Linked DNA regions of Zea mays: region 2 is linked to region 1. A link is a contact called in public Hi-C data. All regions are on one chromosome and are shown on one strand. The core of a region is the stretch at or near the end of the contact, and the rest is flanking DNA. Distances in the headings are between cores, read along the strand shown. Region 1 holds the start of LOC100282526. Region 2 holds the start of LOC103650155 (AMSH-like ubiquitin thioesterase 3).

Region 1 (4,187 bases), core at 710-3,209:
GACCACCTTTTTCATCATCTTCTTCTTGTCACCTTTCCGATGCGACTTGGTGGAGGAAGAGGATTCCTCCTTGTGTTTGTTGCCGGACTACCTTGAGAGAGTCCTCCCCGTGCTTGCGGACTTGTCGTCGGTCATGATCTCCCTCTTGGCGTGATCTCTAGACATCACTTCGAGTTGTTAGACTCTTAATGAAGCACTGGCTCTGATACCAATTGGAAGTCGCCTAGAGGGGGGTAAATAGGCGAAACCTAAAATTTATAACTTTAAACACACACTACAAGTCGGGGGTTAGCGCTAGAATTAAATTCAAGTCGGAAAGAGAGGGGAAAACAAATCAAACAAGAATCAAGGCGAATGACACGATGATTTGTGTTACCGAGGTTCGGTTCCAAAGAACCTAGTCCCCGTTGAGGAGGTCACAAAGACCGGGTCTATTTTAACCCTTTCCCTCTCTCAAACGGTCACTTAGACCGAGTGAACCTTCTTTCTTAATCTCACGGGTCACTAAGACCTTGCAAGGACCACCACACACTTGGTGTCTCTTGCCTCGCTTACAAAGCACTTGAGAATAAGAATAGGAAAAGAAGAAAGGCAATCGAAGCGACAAGAGCGCAAATGAACACAAAAATCTCTTTCTCACAAGCCACTAAGTGTTTGGAATGAATTTAGGACTCGGAGAGGATTTGACCTTTTGTATTGTGTCTTAGAATGAATGCTAGAGCTCTTGTATTGAATATGATCTTCAGAAAACTTGGATCCCCAAGGTTGTGGTGGTTGGGGGTATTTATAGCCCCCAACCACTTTGGTAGCCGTTGGGGAGGCCGCTGGTGATGGCTGCACCGGACAGTCCGGTGCGCCACCGGACATGTACTGTGCGCTGTCTGGTGCGCCGCCACATCACCCGACCGTTAGGGTTCGGAGCGAAGTCCGTTGGAGCTTTGTCCTCTTGCGGCACCGGACAGTCCGGTGCCCTCTGACTTCCTGCTCTGACTTCTGCGCTGCATTGTTGATCTGTCAGAGTCAACCGTTGCGCGCAGATAGTCGTTGCTCCGCTGGCTCACCGGACATTCCGTTGGCACACCGGACAGTCTGGTGAGTTATAGCAGAGCGCGCTTTCGTTTTCCCGAGAGTGGCTGGTTGACACCTATACGGCCCTGGTGCACCGGACACTGTCCGGTGCGCCAATCTTCAGCACATTCAAGTCCTTTGCTCCGTTTCAAATTGAGTCCCTAACTTGATTTTTTATTGATTTGTGTTGAACCTTATGCACCTGTAATATATGAGTTCTAGACAAACTAGTTAGTCCATTTGTTTGTGTTGACTATCAACCACTAGAATTAATTGTAGGAAATGGATAACCATATTTCCCTTTCAGTTCCCTCCGGGAATTGCGGGTGACGGGGATCGCAGATGGAAGGGTGAGGAGCGCGCGAAGGGGAGGATGTCGGGGTGTGGAGAGGGGCATAACCGTGCATTATAAACATCTACATTGTAGTATTAAGTAGTAGTAAAGATTTATCTAAATATGAACAGGAAAAAAAGGGACACAAAATATTTTGGGATATGGAGTAGCGGCTACGCTAGCCAGCCGCTTGCGGGTTCTGTGCTACTAATTGGGAGCCGACTGATATGATGTTTAATTTCTAAAAACTAATTTTAGTCTCTTAATTTTAATTTTTTTAATTTCTGAATGAATAAACATATGAATTAAAATATAGATAATCTCTCTATTAATCCGGATATTTAGCTATTAGTAAATGAGACTAAAATTCCAGAACTATGAATTACAGAATTAAGGGCAGTTTGGTTCGTGGCTAACTATGCCACACTTTGTCTAAGGTTAGTCGTTCGAATTGAATAACTAATCTTAGACAGAAAAGTCAGGCAAAGTGTGGCAAGTGAGGCTGCGATCCAAGCCCTTAGTCTATAGAAACTGACGCGCTTCGTGCGATTCCGCTCTTGTTCGCGGAAATCGGCATCCTCCCGGCTACCCCGGGCCGGGAATCGAAAAGGCTGCCGTGTTCTCCACTTCTCCGCCTTACCCTGCTCTCCTGGACCTCCGACGCACCCCAAACACCGCAGAGATGCAGAACCCTAGCGGCCACCACCCCGCGACGGCCGCCCCGACGTCGGCGCCGTCCAAGGGCAAGTCGTCGGCGCCGAACCCTAGCGGCAACCACGCTGCGACGCCGGCGCCATCGGGGACGCCTTCCAAGGGCAAGTCGGCGGCAGCGCAGGCCGCGGCTTTGGGCCACGGTTCCTCCTCCCACCACCACTCTGCCGGCGGTGGCGGTGGTGGCGCTGACGCGTCCGCCACCACCCTCAAGCGCAAGCGCGGCGTCTTCCAGAAAGACCGTAAGGGACGCTTACTCATTACTGGGCAAATTTTTAGCCTTTGTTGTTCTGTCACTTAGGCATTCAATTCAGTTGCTGCTCATCCTCAATTTTATGTGTTATAGTATAATTTTTGTTGACGTTCTTGCAGTGCAACACATGATGTATGGCTTTGGGGATGATCCAAATGTGAGTTTACTGAACAACTTCCTGTTAAATTCCTTAATTTATTCTTTTAAATATATGCTGCGAGCAATAAGCCATTCTATGTAGTTCAGAGCAGTAATTTACATTGCAAGTGATGTTTAAAAGGTGTCTTGTGGTAGTGATGATAATATGCATTGAACCTTTATTTTGCAATGCTTATGTATGATTATTTAAATATCTTCCACGTAAGAGGCAGATGGTTTTTTTCCTTAGAAACAGAAATTGGATTCTTTGCTCATATGTGGTGTTTTTTATTTTGCAGCCACTTCCAGAAACCGTTGCACTTGTGGAAGACATTGTTGTGGAATATGTCACTGACCTGGTAAGCTTATTTTGTGTTTCTATGATTTTGTCTTTTGTGCTATATCTGCTGAGTTGCTATGCGTACTGATTGTAAGGCCATGTGAATGGAAACAAAAAGGCTTTGACCTTGTTTTTAATGGTTCTGAATGTGAAATGTTATTCCTGTTTCAACAATCAATATTTGTTACCTGCTTGAACTGCGTGTTCTGATGTTCTTGAAAGACAAGTTTTGAACCACTGTGTTTGCCATTATTGATAGCTTCGTGATGTTTTAAGATTCTTTTTTGTGGTGTACATATGCAATGTGCCCATTTTTGCACAGTATCTAAAGCTTGTGCTAGTTTGCTAACGTAACTTAACTTGTAGTTTCTCACTGGGTAACTGGGTAACAAGTTTCCACTAATCTATGCTGTGCCCAATGTCCACATTTATCCCGCAAATTTTATCTTTCATCATAAAACTTTGGTAGTTGTTGTTGCTTCTGCATTGTGCTTAAGATTGGAACTTATACTACACATGGATTTGTTCGCCTCAAGCAGTTGAATCAGGGCTTTGTTGAATGATTCAGAACCCTGTTTGACCAACTGCTACAATGAGTTCCTACTGATTACAGAGTTACTCCCTCAGTTCCAAAATAGATGACTTTGTAAAAAAAGGGCGTACCTAGTGCCATAGGCTTCCCGCACTGTGCGGGATCTAGGGAAGGGTATCTTTAATTGCCAAGCCTTACCCGCATAATATGCAGAGGCTGGGGCTCGAACCCAGGACCTTCGGTTACAGACGGTAGCCTCTACCGCTGCACCAGGCCCACCCTTCTAAAATAGATGACTTTGTATGATTCAAATTTTATCCCTAAATACCTGACATTCTCGGTGCATCTTTCTCTTCTCCCAATACACCTTTTTCTTTCCCAACATACATCTCTATCTCTCCTTGTTTTGTGCCACACCTTTTCATTATTCATTAATTCCCGTGTCCAAACCTAAAACGTCAAATATTTTGGGATGGAGGGAGTAAAATATTATTTGTTTCACCTGGGGCCCTCGTTTGGCCATTTTATTACTTGCATTATGTCACATGGAGCCCTGATTTGTCTATTTGATTTTTTTGTAACACACATTATATTTATTCATGCATTACGGAAATTATAGGCGGTTAAGTTAACCCATGAGCCCTTCCCCCATTTCCCATCCATATACATTCCCCACTTTTTACTTTTGAGCAAATTCATGTTCTTCAAAATATACACTGGTGTGCAGTTTCAGGTGAATGTGTGTGTGTGTGGGGGGGGGGGGGGGGGGGGATAACAATTATGTAGTAGATGACCACTGTACAAGTGTTCC
Region 2 (4,242 bases), core at 999-3,498, 210 kb after region 1:
CACGTGCCTGAGTTTGTTCTCAGATCTCTACAGTGAGGCTACACCGTGACGGTGCAACATGGTAAGTGACAGACCGATAGGGGAAGCAACCCCCTCAAATATCGCTCGCCATGAGCCATGGTCAGATGTTGCATTGTTGCTGCTCGTCAACCTGTATGATTGATTGGGATCACATGTGGCCATGGGACCTTCTACTTGAGAGCAAGTATAATAAGAACCATGGGCCTCCGACTTGGGACATTAGAAGTGGAGGAGAAAGAAAAGGAGAGAGAAGAAGCGGGTTGTAAACTTATAATTGGGTTAGAAACAAGAACCAAGAAACTTTATGAGAGATACAAGTGAGGTCATGCATGAAGAGTTAACTACTATACGGATGAGCTAAATGGTAGGCTACAAAGATTTTTTAAGCCAACGGTCAGCTGCATTATTAAACTTGCTCTGAACGCTTAGTGATGGATTGAGTGTCGAGTTGAGTTATGCATGCGGTCTGCGGGGAATTTCCTTGGGCAGTGGTTCTAGAACCTGGTTTGATGAAATGACTCCATTCTAGTTTATGATAATGGAATAGCTCTATTTCATATTTGAAAGATAGAATGATTAACTTCTATTTCATGAGTAAAAAGGTTCGATGGTTTTTAGGTAGTGATGAGATTCAACATATTAGAAGAATATTCTCTTTTTATAGTTGTTTTGTTCTGGACATTTATCAATCAAATACTACTAAAGTTAGAATAGAGTTGCTCAGTTCCACCTGACTCTTGAACCAAACACTAGTGTCGCTAATCACTGAGTAGATGAACGGAGTTGACACATACACCTATACATATATACTAGGAGTGACCAAAGTCAAGGTATGTGTGAGACCATCCTTAGGGTTGGTAATGGACTCTAAACTTTGCACTATAAAATTTAAGGATATTTTAAGGATCAGATTGAATTAGGATCAGACTCTATTTCTATTCAATTTTGAACTAAAATTAATTAAGTGCTCAAACAGACGATGAAGCAACATTTGTTAGCGATCCATTAACACCATTATCCAACATACAACTGTTGCTTAGACTACAAGCAAGCAACTAGAATGTGCACCTAGGTGGCCTAAATATCAGACGAGCATTAACAAGAGCAAAGAGAGCATGAGCAATTAATGGGTAAACACAAAGATCATCACAATTGTTAATCGCGAAGCAGATATGCAATATAATTTCAAATGTGAAAGAGGCTAAGTTACCTAGCTAAATTGAGATCATAGTCGTCAACGTAGGAATTTGTTAAAAATTGTTAAAACAAGGGTGACTAGTGTAACATAAATACACAACAACAATAAAATATGATGTCTATGGCATAGGAAATAAAGGAGGTAGAAACGTGCTTCAAGAGCATAATGACATCTGCATAGATGTTTAGACGAGAAGGTGTAACTATGTTAGGTTTTATGTATACCGGTCACTAGAATGACATGTGCAGTGTTTAGATGAGTTGGTGACATTGATCACATGTTGTACGTGTTTGGTTGCCTTTTTCAAAATATTCAAAGGTTCAACAAGCTATGATTTTAGCAATTAGTTTACTACACCTCTCATTTTTGACTTGCCAAACATATGTTTTTTTACAACTTTTGCTTGCTAAACTTTTTGTGGCAAAATTTTGGTTGCAAACTAAGCGGTCACTTCAAGACAAATTAATACATATAGTGTAAATATTGAACAAATCTCCAAGGTTGAGAGTTAGCATTCCTCGTGGCGTGATATATAGTCACCATTCAAGATGAAACGGTGCATCCAAACATGGTACATATTCTGATTTTAAAATAAATTGGGACAATTTGGATATTGATATGAAGTCTAATTCTAAGACGAATTAGAACCCACTAACATATAGCCTGTGCATTTAAGTGCAGCACATCAGTGCTCTATTTTGAAATATAGAACTTAACTCGTAAAAATCAACTATAATAATATCTTATTTTACATTTCCTATAAAAATATAGAGTACCTATGAAGTGACTCAAACTATACTACACCAGCATGAATGCTTTATCCTTATTTTTTACATTATTCTTAATATTTTCTAATAACATTATTTACTTCCTAAAATATAGGATTTAAGGCTTAACTGTTGGAGCGTAATCTATATTTAATGTTGTAAACATTTTAAAGAGCTATTTGCTATTTTTTATTGTTAGCTATGGGCTTGGATCCATAAATCATAAACACATATAATTCGATAAGTTATATACACGAGTGACGAGGTGATATATCAGTAGAAAGCCCAAACTACGAGTGTACGAGTGACAAAATAACAATTTTTTTCGGTGGAACGTGACATTGGGCAAGTCCTTTCCTTCACCGCTACCGAAGTCTACTTCCATTCCTCTCCTTCCTAACCCCGCGTCGCCCACGAGCTCGCCGTGCCGGCAGAGGCGAGGACCTCGCCGAAGCAGAGGCCATGGGGCGACCGCAGCCAGCCAGGGCTGGCGCCATCAACATCGAGGCGTGCGCGCGGCCGATCGCCGTCGACCACCGTATCAGTCTCCCGTACTACTTCCGCATCGCGGGCAGCCTCCTCCGACAGGTCGAAACCCTAACCAGCCCCCGGAGCCCAGCGTGGTGGATTGATCCTTCGTTTCTTGATCCCATCTCTTCTCCCTTGACGTATAGCTGTCTGGTTGTTTAATGGGCGATTGGCCGCAGTTCTCATTGATGGTTTTGCGCGATGCAATTCGACGAATTGGGGATTATTTTTGTTACGTCGTTAATGCGACTGCTAAAGCGTTGAATTAGACATGTGTTCATTTTGGTTCTCCGATGTTGGTCGCAGGCTAATATATATCGGAACGAGAGTAACTTGCTCGACCTGTATGTCATCCTTCTGAGATACTCGAGGTGGGCTGGGCATTCAGTCACATTCATACTTGCTGTTGGTTATGTGTATTGGTGTTATAGTTGACATCTGACTGGATGCAGCTTGCTGTGCGAGACGATTCCGAAGCATCGTGATTACCATGCCTTCAAGTTAAGAGAAAAGGCATTTTTTGATGTAATTTCTCTCAGCTCAACTTTGGAGATTATCTTTATTGTTCAAAGTTGGTGAAGTATACAATTTTGCATGATTGAATATCACACATCTCTAGCCGTATATCTCTACTCTATAAAGCATCACTTTCCACCGTCGTCGTGAATCACCACTTTCTCACCTCTTCTCTTCCATTCACCTCTACCTGCTCGGTGCTCACCCACATTTGGTAAAAAAACTAAAATTGTGCACAAATGAGGATTCAAACTGTAATAGTTGGCTCCAAACACACATTCACACCCACCTAGCCAACGGAACACATATGTCTTTGTGTTTTATACTCTAGACTCAAGGATAAATGAAAACCGTTGCGCGGTCACTTTGCTAGTATACTTTTGAGCAACAGTCTCTTCTGAAGTTCTGATCCCAGATGTTGGGCACGTAGACATGGAACATCTTGCAAACATCGATGTTCTTTTGCCTTCTCCAATTCATCTCTGAATTCCTTGTGGCTGATCTTGTATGATTTTCCCTAGATGTTTATCTAAAAATGAATGTTCTTTTGTTGTAGAAACTTATTGATATTATCAAAGAGCTTGAGACATTGAAGCCAGTTGTGCAGCGGCAGGTTGTTGAGCATAACAGAGGAAGTACTGTGGAATTTAATACTAATAGTCTAAATGGAAACTACGGTACAACTCGTAGGATAGAGCAGTGTACTCCAAGCTCTTATACTCCACAGGTATGCACTGCATCCCAGCCCGTAATATTGTGAAGCATTCTGGGAAGAAGAGACAGAGAATATGTACTTCTAGATTTTCATGTGCTTTGCTTATGTTATAATTCCTTATTCTTTTTGTTCTTTAGACATTTGTAGGCAGCAGTAATGGAGCATTGCAAAAACCCTTCCATGCTGGGAGACAAGTGGCATCATTATCAAGTGTACAGAAACAGTATGCATACCTTCTGGTCATTTTTATGTCTATGATATGTTATTGTTTCACTTTGCTTAGCTATAGTGAGGACATTTGGTTATTTTCTTAGCTAACACTTAACAGTTAGCCAGCACTTACATAAAGGGAAGATTGGCTGACATGTTAGATAACAAACTACTCCATCCAGTTCTATGCTTGTTGTTTTGGACAGGGACACGGCCTTCCGAACGTAGCTTTGACTATGATTTTCTATCATATTATATACCAAAAAATCAGCAAATATATAATTTTA

Evidence for each region. Hi-C and Micro-C count contacts between places; a contact is called where the count stands out from the background.
Region 2: a Hi-C map of leaf shows a contact between it and region 1, with 6 times the contacts expected there. The contact joins the promoter of LOC103650155 here to the promoter of LOC100282526 in region 1. A contact is called at or near these places in 2 of 25 Hi-C or Micro-C datasets (leaf and tassel).

What each region holds. Positions count from the first base shown.
Region 1 is chr3:64,332,682-64,336,868 of Zm-B73-REFERENCE-NAM-5.0, forward strand. It overlaps LOC100282526, which reads left to right and starts at 1,960. Exons shown (of 5, transcript NM_001155434.2): 1 at 1,960-2,355; 2 at 2,486-2,523; 3 at 2,804-2,863. The coding sequence starts at 2,085.
Region 2 is chr3:64,544,499-64,548,740 of Zm-B73-REFERENCE-NAM-5.0, forward strand. LOC103650155 (AMSH-like ubiquitin thioesterase 3) reads left to right here and starts at 2,249. Exons shown (of 13, transcript XM_020550225.2): 1 at 2,249-2,574; 2 at 2,821-2,885; 3 at 2,967-3,039; 4 at 3,587-3,757; 5 at 3,883-3,968. The coding sequence starts at 2,449.